Regions from separate parts of the Mus musculus genome. Here region 1 is linked to region 2. A link is a contact called in public HiChIP or PLAC-seq data. All regions are on one chromosome and are shown on one strand. The core of a region is the stretch at or near the end of the contact, and the rest is flanking DNA. Distances in the headings are between cores, read along the strand shown.

Region 1 (4,554 bases), core at 203-2,702, 930 kb before region 2:
CTTATACACTTGAGGAGGGAAACTTCACAGGGCTTTTGGGACCCCAGACCACATGCAATTACTTATCCCCACATAAGCTAGTGTCAGGGTCAAGCCCAAAGCTACAGTGGCAGTCTGCTGGGGAACAGTAGAGTAAGAAAGCCATCACAGCCCCGTGCCATCAACTCTGTAAATCCTGGTTTGGCTCACATATTCCCTGGGAATTGGAGCCAACAATGAAAACAGGTCTCCAGCCTTTGCCTACAGGCTATAGACAAATTTCAAGTTGTCTAGGGAAGCAGGTGCACTGTCTCCTGGAAATGTACCCGAGGCATGGTTACCTTTCCACCTGTACACCACCACCACACAGTGACCTGGCAAATTTTATTGCTTGAGAGTCCCTCCTACATGAAACTAGAATACTGCAAGCTGCAGAACCGGTGCTCACGAGGGCTCAGGTGCCTAGCAAGAGGCTGAGGGCTGTCTACCCCTTCTGGGCAAGACCAACGTGGTGTCTGAGGCTAGGGACCCAGGGTGTGGGGTCTGCCTTTGCTTTGTTGTTGCTTTTAAAATGTATTTAGTTTTCCTTTATGCACACGTGTCTTGCCTGCCTGCATGTCTGTGTTCAGCACAAGCTCACACTCACAGAGGCCAGAGAGGGCGTTTGGTCCTCTGGAACTGGAGTTGAGGACGGTTGTTTATCGCCCTGTGGGTGCTGGGAGCACAACCTTTGAAGGGAGAGCCAAGGCTCCTGTTTTGATCTGCTGAGGCAGGCAGGGGCTTTTCCAGCTCAGGACTGGCTCGGTCCTCCCATACATTCAATCCAGCATCACCTCTCCCAACCAGCTTAGCTTGCCCAACCTTGTACACTATTTTAATTCACATTTATTTTTAGAATCCTCAGCTTCGCACTACAGTGTGGATGTGCTGAGCAGTTAGAAAGGGAAGCCTTCCCTGGCCTGAAGTCCTGAAAGGAGACTCCGCAGCCCCAAAAGACTCCCCCACAAATGCCCGGAATGCCTCATCTCCTGGCTCCTCTGGCTGAGCAGCCAGGCAGCTGAGACCAAAAATTCCATGTCCCCAGGCTTCAGTGCTGGGGGTAGGGCCAGAGTGACTCACTGGGCTCCCAACTTGGGGTCAGTCATGGAGAGGGTGACAGATCCTCGGCCAACGAGGCTCCTGCTCGCCCTTCAGCCCTAGATGCAGGTGATTAGCACGTCCACAGAGGTGGGCACTTCGATCTCCTCGAAGAGCACGTGGTGTGAGGGGAGCCTGGTCTCGTGGGCAGCCCTCAGCAAGTCTTGGGTGTGTTGCAAGAGATTCTGGTTCCGGCGGCGGCCGAGTCTGCGTAGTGCCAGAATGGCCAGAATGTGGTCTCGCCTGTAGAGACATAGGTTCCCCACTGCAGAGCGGTGCCCCCTGGTACCCTTCAGCTCTTGCCCCGCCCCCACCCCCGGGAGGGCAGGAACCCAGGCTTGGGAGGAAGTATGATTCAGCATTCCTGGAGCTGGATTAGGGAGGCTGAAAGGCTGGGACTATCCCAGGCTGCGAGGGGATGGGGCTCTAAAAGGAGGCAAGGAGGCGGGAGTGTGGGCCTGGAGGTGCACAGTAACTGGACCTAGAACACACAGACATGAGACAGGGGAGGGGGCATGCGCACAGCGGAAAGAAGCTCTGTGCAGAGGCAACGCAAGAACTCTGATCTAGGGAAGGCTCCAGAAACTGGCAGAATGCTAGGGAGGTAGAGGCCAGGCCAGGCCAGGCCAGGCGGCAGGTTGGGGAATGTCCTCACAGTGTGCAAGACAGAGCGTGGTGGGGGTGTAGGGTGACAGGTGAAGTGGTGGAGGGGTGGACGTGGGTGGAATAGGTACAAAGGGGCACCCTGAGTCACTGCGTCCCCACTGCTTCCCCGCAGCCATCCAAGACCACTTTTGGAGCCAGGGAGGAAGGGCCAAACACCAGTTGGGGAACCCCCGAGGAGCGGTAGGGAAACTGAAAACTTAGAAGGAACTAACGGGGTCGGGTCGTTGTTGTCCGTATTCAAAATCTACCAGAACAAACAAGCTGCGAGCAGCAAGGAGCCAGAGAAGGGGCTGGACCAGGGGCTTTCAGTGATCTTTCCATCCCGGAATCTCCGAGAGCACTGGAGAGAGCCAAGCCGGGATTTCCAAGGGCTCTGATGATTCACTGCCCCACACGAGCCTCCTCATGGCTGCCGAGGCCTCAGAGAGCTTCCAGAGAGGGTTTGAGCCCGAGAGTGGAGCCACGCCGTCCACAGATGGTGGAGAACACGAGGGAGGGGATGGTCCTCTTGCCTGCGGTCCCTGTGCGCCTTCCTCGCGGGCATGCGCACACGGGTCCGTCGCGGTTCGCTTCCCGACTAAGCCACAGTTCTCTCGGCCCTGACAAGCTCGCTCTTCCCTCCGTTCCACGCCTGCACTCACTTTGCTAAAGGCGCGAGTGCCAGGTTCCAGTGACCCCTGACTCTAGGAGGGAAGGAGGATCTGCTAACCTGATGTCCGGGTAGCTCCGTATAAGTGTTTCCAGGTGCCGCCGGATGTCGTCTTTGTATGTCTCGCCCAGGATCTCAGCCACAGACAGGATGGCTTGGTCCAGCCACTTGGCTTCAGAGCCCTAAGGAAACAGGGAGATATGTGCGTGGTTCATCTCCCCCAAGGAGTCTCTGCCTACAAACCTCTCCTGTAGTGCCCAGAAACACCCTTCCCGTGTGTCTGCCGCGGGTGGCTTGCCCATAAGAAGATTCCACGGAGTCAGGGAATAAGATTCCACAGACCACATCTGCGGTGACTCTGGAGAGTTTTCTTCCTGTCTGCACAGACGGGAAATCCGAGCCCTGACCAGGAAAGTGCTGATTGGAACCTGTCACCAGTAGGAGGCCAGCAGCCCAGATAAGGGGTTTGGGCTCAAAGTGCTCCCGAGAGGGGAAAGATCTCCCACAGACCTTGCCCATCATAACCTTCATTCCTTCTTTGCCTTCACCCACAAATGTATGCAAATACAATGTAAAGTGAAACCCCCTCCTGTGCCCGCCCCTTTAGAGTCTAGCCCCACTGCCATTTTCCCTGTGGAGTCTGAAGAACCGCCTAGTGGAAGCTCTTTTCTCCTGCTTCACCCGCCGTGAGGGCTCTTTACAGGATGAAAACAACAGAATAGGGGGTTCCTGGCTGGGTTTGCTGGCCAGAGACTGAGCCCGATTGACAGTCAGACGCTGCTCCTACCAAGCCCTGGAAGGTGTTGCTAATGGCCTGGGCATCCAGGTTCATCTTATTAGAGCCCTTCAGTCGATCCTGGCCACTGAACCTCTCGTGGGGCCTCAGCACCTGCCCCAGGTATTCGCGGACCACAAAACGGTGCACCTCCTGCAGTGTCTCCTGGGAGAGGGAGATGGTAGTGGTCAGGATCAAAGCCATGGGCTCTGCACACCCATGCCAGCCACCCACTTCCTGGTACCTGTGCCAGTGGTGGGGTCACATGCTCAAGATGATGTGCAAAGTCCACCACTTTGTCCATGAGGGGACGAAGTGTGTCCTGTGTGAGCCAGCTCTTGGTATATAGCACCTTAAATAGAGGCTGGGGACAGAAGGGCATGGGAAGTGAGCTCTGTTCACCGTTTCTAACCCCCTTCCGTGCTGGGCTCCCTGGTGCAGCCCTCTTTTCTAGGCACAGGTTTTATCACTAGGTCCTTCCCATAATGCTTCCTCCAATGGGTATGGAAAAGTCTAAGAGTCTTGTCAGGCCCTGCTTAGGGTGTGTGCTGGGTGCACCTTGAGTGTCTGTCTGGTCAAGGAGCTTTAAGGCCTTATTTCTTGGCCCACCACCCCACTGAACAGAAGGAGCAGCAGTGGGTTGGTGAGTGCTTCCCACCCACCCTTGCTCTGGGAGAACTCACAGAGGGCAAAAGAATGGTGTGACCTAGGCCTGGACTTTAGAGCACAGATGGGTACCGGGGTTGCGGGGGGCAGGGAGGGGGGCGCACAGAAGTGTCCAGTTCACCTGCATGTCTTGCTGTACAATCTGGAGCAAATGTTTCTGGAAGCTATTGGTGGCAGCCACTAGGGGTTTCTCCAGTTCCTTTATGGTTCCTGGGAACCTGGCCAGAAGACTGGTTCTGGGGAGGAGCCAAGACACGGAGTGAGCTGGAAACAGAAAAACAGGCAGAGGAGCAAGACCCCTCCCCCGGGGCACACCCCTGCAGGCTGGGCAAGGCACTGGTCTGCCTCCCGTTCGTTCATTTTTCAGCGGTTCTTATTCTTCCCAACGCAGTTCCTTGTGTTGTGGTGACCCCCCCAACCATAACATCATTTTAGTTGCTTCTTCATAATTGTAATGAAGCACGATGCAAATACCTGATACGCAGGATATCTGATACCTTTGTGGAAGGGGTCGGGACCCACAGGTTGAGAATCCCTGAGTTAGCTTGTAATGTCCCTGGAGTTGTGCAAAGTAACACCCAGGGGCAGAACTGAATAAAAGGACAACATCAAAGCCCTGAGAACCAATCATTAACTCTGGCAGCAGGGTGACAGGGTGGCTGCTTTGGTCCTGTCTGGCAGC
Region 2 (4,371 bases), core at 1,081-3,580:
CCCGCTCTGAGAGGAAGTTGTAAGATTTGAGGCTCCCTCAAAGCTTCCAGCAAATTCACCTTTGGACAGAACAGTCCCTAACAAGATGGTTCCACTTCCACCCAAGGTTCCCAGAGAAGCAAACTTACGTCTTACTGCATACTGCATGAAGATGCCCGAGGGTCTCCAGCCCCTAGCCAGTCCTGTGGCAGAGGCTCATATCTCATGCCTTTGTATTTTAAATTTTAAAAGATGCAGAGGCGGGGGATGACAGTGGACCTCTAGGGTTGTCCCCTCTTGCCTGATCTCAGGTCTAACAGCCTCTACACTCAAATGTCAAACTGTGGGATTGTCCTATAGTTTCTTTTCTTTTTCTCCTGGGCCTCTGGCAAGCCAGACAGGTACTCCACTTGAGCTATATGCCTGGTCTGGCGTGCTTTCTGGGTCTTCAATTTTGAGAAAGGTTTCTGAGTAGCCTGTTCTGGAAATACTGCTGTCAAGTGTAGCATCACACGAGGTCTCTGATGCTGCCAAATGAGGCTGTAGTCCAGATACAACACAGCACCTGCTCAGCTTCTCAGGTGGAGGCCACACCAAGGATGCACCTGTCCTGACTGGACCACGTTTAGTCAGAGTGCAGACCACTGAAAACTTTCAATCCAGTACTGACAGCTGGAACAGAACTCCCAGACCCAGTGAAGAGAGAACAGGAGACAAGACACTTTCATGCAAATTTGACCTTTAAGGCTGTGCGGTATAAACATCCTGTTGTCAGACAACCCTAACAATCTCCTGAGAAAGAGCAGACAATTACCTAACTCAGCCTCACAGGGAAGGGTGGGACTGACTTGCAAATATTGTGGCTTCTCCAAAGGAGCCCACAGAATCTCCAGCCACGTGATCAGACCAGACATTTTCAGTAACTCAGTGACCCTATTAACACTTTTGTCAAACTGACAGCCAGGAATCTCAGCCCTGCCTTCTTACAGCCTCTGATTCAAGGCTGGCCTCCTCACTCCCAGGCAGTCTGGGAAGCCCACCAGGGGCTTCTCAGTGACACGCTTGTGCTGGTGGGGCTGACTCAGAGCCTGCAGAGGGCTGTGAGAGAGGGCACAGGAGGGCAGCTAGGCTTGTTAACATCTGACTTCACACCTCAACAGTCTGGCCACACAACTACTTGGGGGCAATGTTGAGGCCCAGACAGTCATCCAGAAATGGAAGCGCCGGCAGTCAGGCTCCGTTAAGTGGGGCTAGTGATTTTAGTATGTTGTAGACCCAGGCCAAGCATTCACACCCCTCACCTTGTTCAAGACCCATAGCTCTTCTGCAGGGAGCCACTTCCGTGGTCATTTTGTGGAGCACCAACATACTCGGTAACCTGCTCGGGGCCACACTAGTTAAGGGTTCATGAGCAAAAGCTGCACCAGCAGACAAAGGCTGGAGGCAGGACCAGTTGGCTCTGCAGTCTGACCCTGCAGGCCAGTGTGACTCCTGGGACAGGCACCCCTGCGTTGAGGCCCCCCGTGTGAGGGAGGCTGAGGAGCTGTCCTCAGAGCAGCATTCGCAGGCTGAACCCGACCTCTCGGTCCCGAAGGCCCTGCTCCAGCCGCTTGCCAACCCTCCTCTGAGTCTCTCACCACAGCACCAAGGCCAGGCCTTTGCCCGAGTTCTCCTTCCAGTGGACACACTTTTGACTAAGTCCCAGCCTAAGCAACAGTAACCCAAGAAATCAGAGATTTAATGTGCTAATTACACACCGTCACATTTGTTAGTGTATAATTACTAAACAAAATAACATTCAACTATGAATCACTTCAAAATCTTCTCTGGTGTTGCCAACTGTGGTGCATGCTGACCACATCTGGAGGCCCTGTGGCCATCCCACAGGACAGAGGAGAGGGTACCACAAATCATCCTCACTTTGGTTAATTACTCAGCCAAGTGTGCAGTTCGGGTTTCCAGCCGTCCACTCAACAAGGAAAAAGAACGTGACTTTAATGCCCATGGTTATGTTCTTTTTTTCTACTGGGAAAACAGACTGATTGACAGACAGACAGACAGACAGACCAATTGACCAAGCAAGTGACCCTTTCCTCCCAGCCTTTGCTGACCCTTGCCAGCTATGGTGGCTTGAGTAAGAATGGCCAACACAGGCTCATGTGTTTGCATGCTTAGTCCCTAGCTGATTAGGGCTGTGTCCTTTCTGCAGTGGGTGTGTCCATGTTGGAGGAACTGTGTCACTTGGGAGTAGGCTCTGAGGTTTCAAAAGCCCACGCTAGGCCCAGTCTCACTGTGCCTGTGAACCAGGAAGTAGAGCTCTGAGCAACCGCTCCAGTCCCATGATGATAGTGGGCTAACTCTCTGAAACTGTGAGCCAGCCCTCATTACATGCTTTCCTGTGTAAGAGTTGTGGTGGTGGCCGTGGTGTCTCTTCACAGCAACAGAATACGAAGACAGCAGCGTTGGAAGTAAGATGAAGGACTAAAGATCCCAGTGTTAGACTCTCTCTGTGGGTCCCAGGCCCCAGGTTCTATAAAGCTTCACTTCTGAATGTACACCGTATGATTGCAGCTCAGATAAGAACATTTCTGTATGGATGTTAACAATAGGCAAATTCATTCTCTTACTTTAGGAACATTCTAAAGGGATAGTGTGTGTGTGTGTGTGTGTGTGTGTGTGTGTGTGTGTGGTGTGTGTGTGTGTGTGTGTGTGTATCTCCCATCTTACAGACAATGGACTCACAGTTGCATCCCCACACCTCCAATGCCATAAAACAAGAACAAAACAACCAACAACCAAACAAAATCCAACCAAACTCCACTCAAATGTGAATCAGTTCTGTACTCTGTCCAGTTCCTCCGTTAGGACACTGCTGCTGAGCTCAGCATGGTGGAGCACGCCTGCAGTCTCAGTACTCAGCGTGAGGACAGGAGGGCAGGGTCATCTTGGACATTTCCAAGACCAGCCCAGACCACTTGAGACTGCCACTCATCGATAGCTTTGTGCAGATGTTCTGATCGCTTCTGCCATATCAAATTCTCTTATGGAAGTAGCAAGAAAGTAACAAAATGTCCCACGCCTTGGTAAATGTGAGCTTTTTATACACATCAAGGCATTAATAGCAACGTAGCAAAGACAGCATTTCACTTGTGGTAAAACAAGTAAAACTAACAAATGAATAAAGGGAAACCAGTGCACATCTTCCCCACAGCTCAAGGGGCGATTCTCCCCAGGCTGTGAACATCCCTGGGAGAGTTCTCACCCTGTGCCACACGGCACCATCACCCCCGTGCCACACAGCTACTCCCCTGGCACCACTGCCATTTGCTGCTCACTTGAAACTGTTAACAGTACAAATGTGCTCAGAAATGTCTGACAAGTGAACACTCAAAGGAAAGCCCCGACAGACATACAACCAACCCCTTATCACCCACCCACCCACACTTCTCTGCCAGGCCCCCAACCATGTCCACCCTACAGAGGCCGCCCTGTAAGAATTCTCACCCTTGACTGGGCAGGCACTACAGCCTCAGGAAGGAGGGACAAACTGTAACTACGAAAGCCCAACTCAGCTTTTGGACAGCCTACTTGAAAACAACACACAAGGTTTTAAAGTTTCCACTCCTCATCTCCTTCCCAGTGCTGGCAGCAGGAGCTAATGGTTGCCTCTACCATTGATGGCCACCAAAGAACAGGCCACCTCAACTGGGCCATGAGATGAAGCTCAGTCAGATTTAGCTGAATGGCCCTTCATAATGTCCAGCTGTGCAACGTGACAGGCTGGAGAGAGCCTTTCTGAGAGGAGGTAAGCAACTGTTTGGGGTCTTGACTTATTGCTAAGCCAAACTTTGTGGCTTTCCCAGAGTAGAGCATGTGTCCTGCTCAGCATCTTCTAGTAATGATGATCTTCATCAATAGACACAACATCTGCATATGTGAGCAGAGTGCTCCCAGGTCCTCATCAATAGACACAATGTCTGCATATGTGAGCAGAGTGCTCCCAGGTCCTCATCAAAACACACAATGTCTGCATATGTGAGCAGAGTGCTCCCAGGTCCTCATCAATTCACACAATGTCTGCATATGTGAGCAGAGTGCTCCCAGGTCCTCACCAATCATCACAATGTCTTCCCAAGTGAGCAGAGTGCTCCCAGGTCCCCACCAACCATCACAATATCTACCCAGGTGAGCAGAGTGCTCCCAGGTCCCCACCAACCATCACAATATCTACCCAGGTGAGCAGAGTGCTCCTGGATCCTCATCAACACACATTATGTCTGTATGTGTGAACAGAGTGCTCCCCGGGTCATCTTCTCCCCCCATACCAGACAATATCTATATGTCTGAGCAGAATGTTCCCTGGATCCTCACCAACACACCGTCTCCTTGCAG

The links. HiChIP or PLAC-seq counts read pairs in DNA pulled down with a chosen protein or histone mark.
Region 1: an H3K4me3 HiChIP or PLAC-seq map of bone marrow-derived macrophages shows a contact between it and region 2, with 5 times the contacts expected there. The contact joins two enhancer-like sites.

What each region holds. Positions count from the first base shown.
Region 1 is chr12:111,427,474-111,432,027 of GRCm38.p6, reverse strand. It overlaps Exoc3l4 (exocyst complex component 3-like 4), which reads right to left. Exons shown (of 14, transcript NM_001289487.1): 10 at 3,994-4,108; 11 at 3,451-3,570; 12 at 3,219-3,371; 13 at 2,492-2,613; 14 at 348-1,359. The coding sequence ends at 1,176. Among named protein-coding and RNA genes, the nearest start is that of Exoc3l4, 12 kb to the right of the region's middle. Within about 2 kb of position 1,452, at least 206 of the 459 cell types and tissues checked have an H3K27ac peak or open chromatin away from gene starts, as enhancers often do. A contact at or near this core is called in bone marrow-derived macrophages, where this site is marked.
Region 2 is chr12:110,501,475-110,505,845 of GRCm38.p6, reverse strand. All of the region lies in intron 3 of Ppp2r5c (protein phosphatase 2, regulatory subunit B', gamma), which reads right to left. Among named protein-coding and RNA genes, the nearest start is that of Gm19605, 18 kb to the right of the region's middle. Within about 2 kb of position 2,330, at least 182 of the 459 cell types and tissues checked have an H3K27ac peak or open chromatin away from gene starts, as enhancers often do. A contact at or near this core is called in bone marrow-derived macrophages, where this site is marked.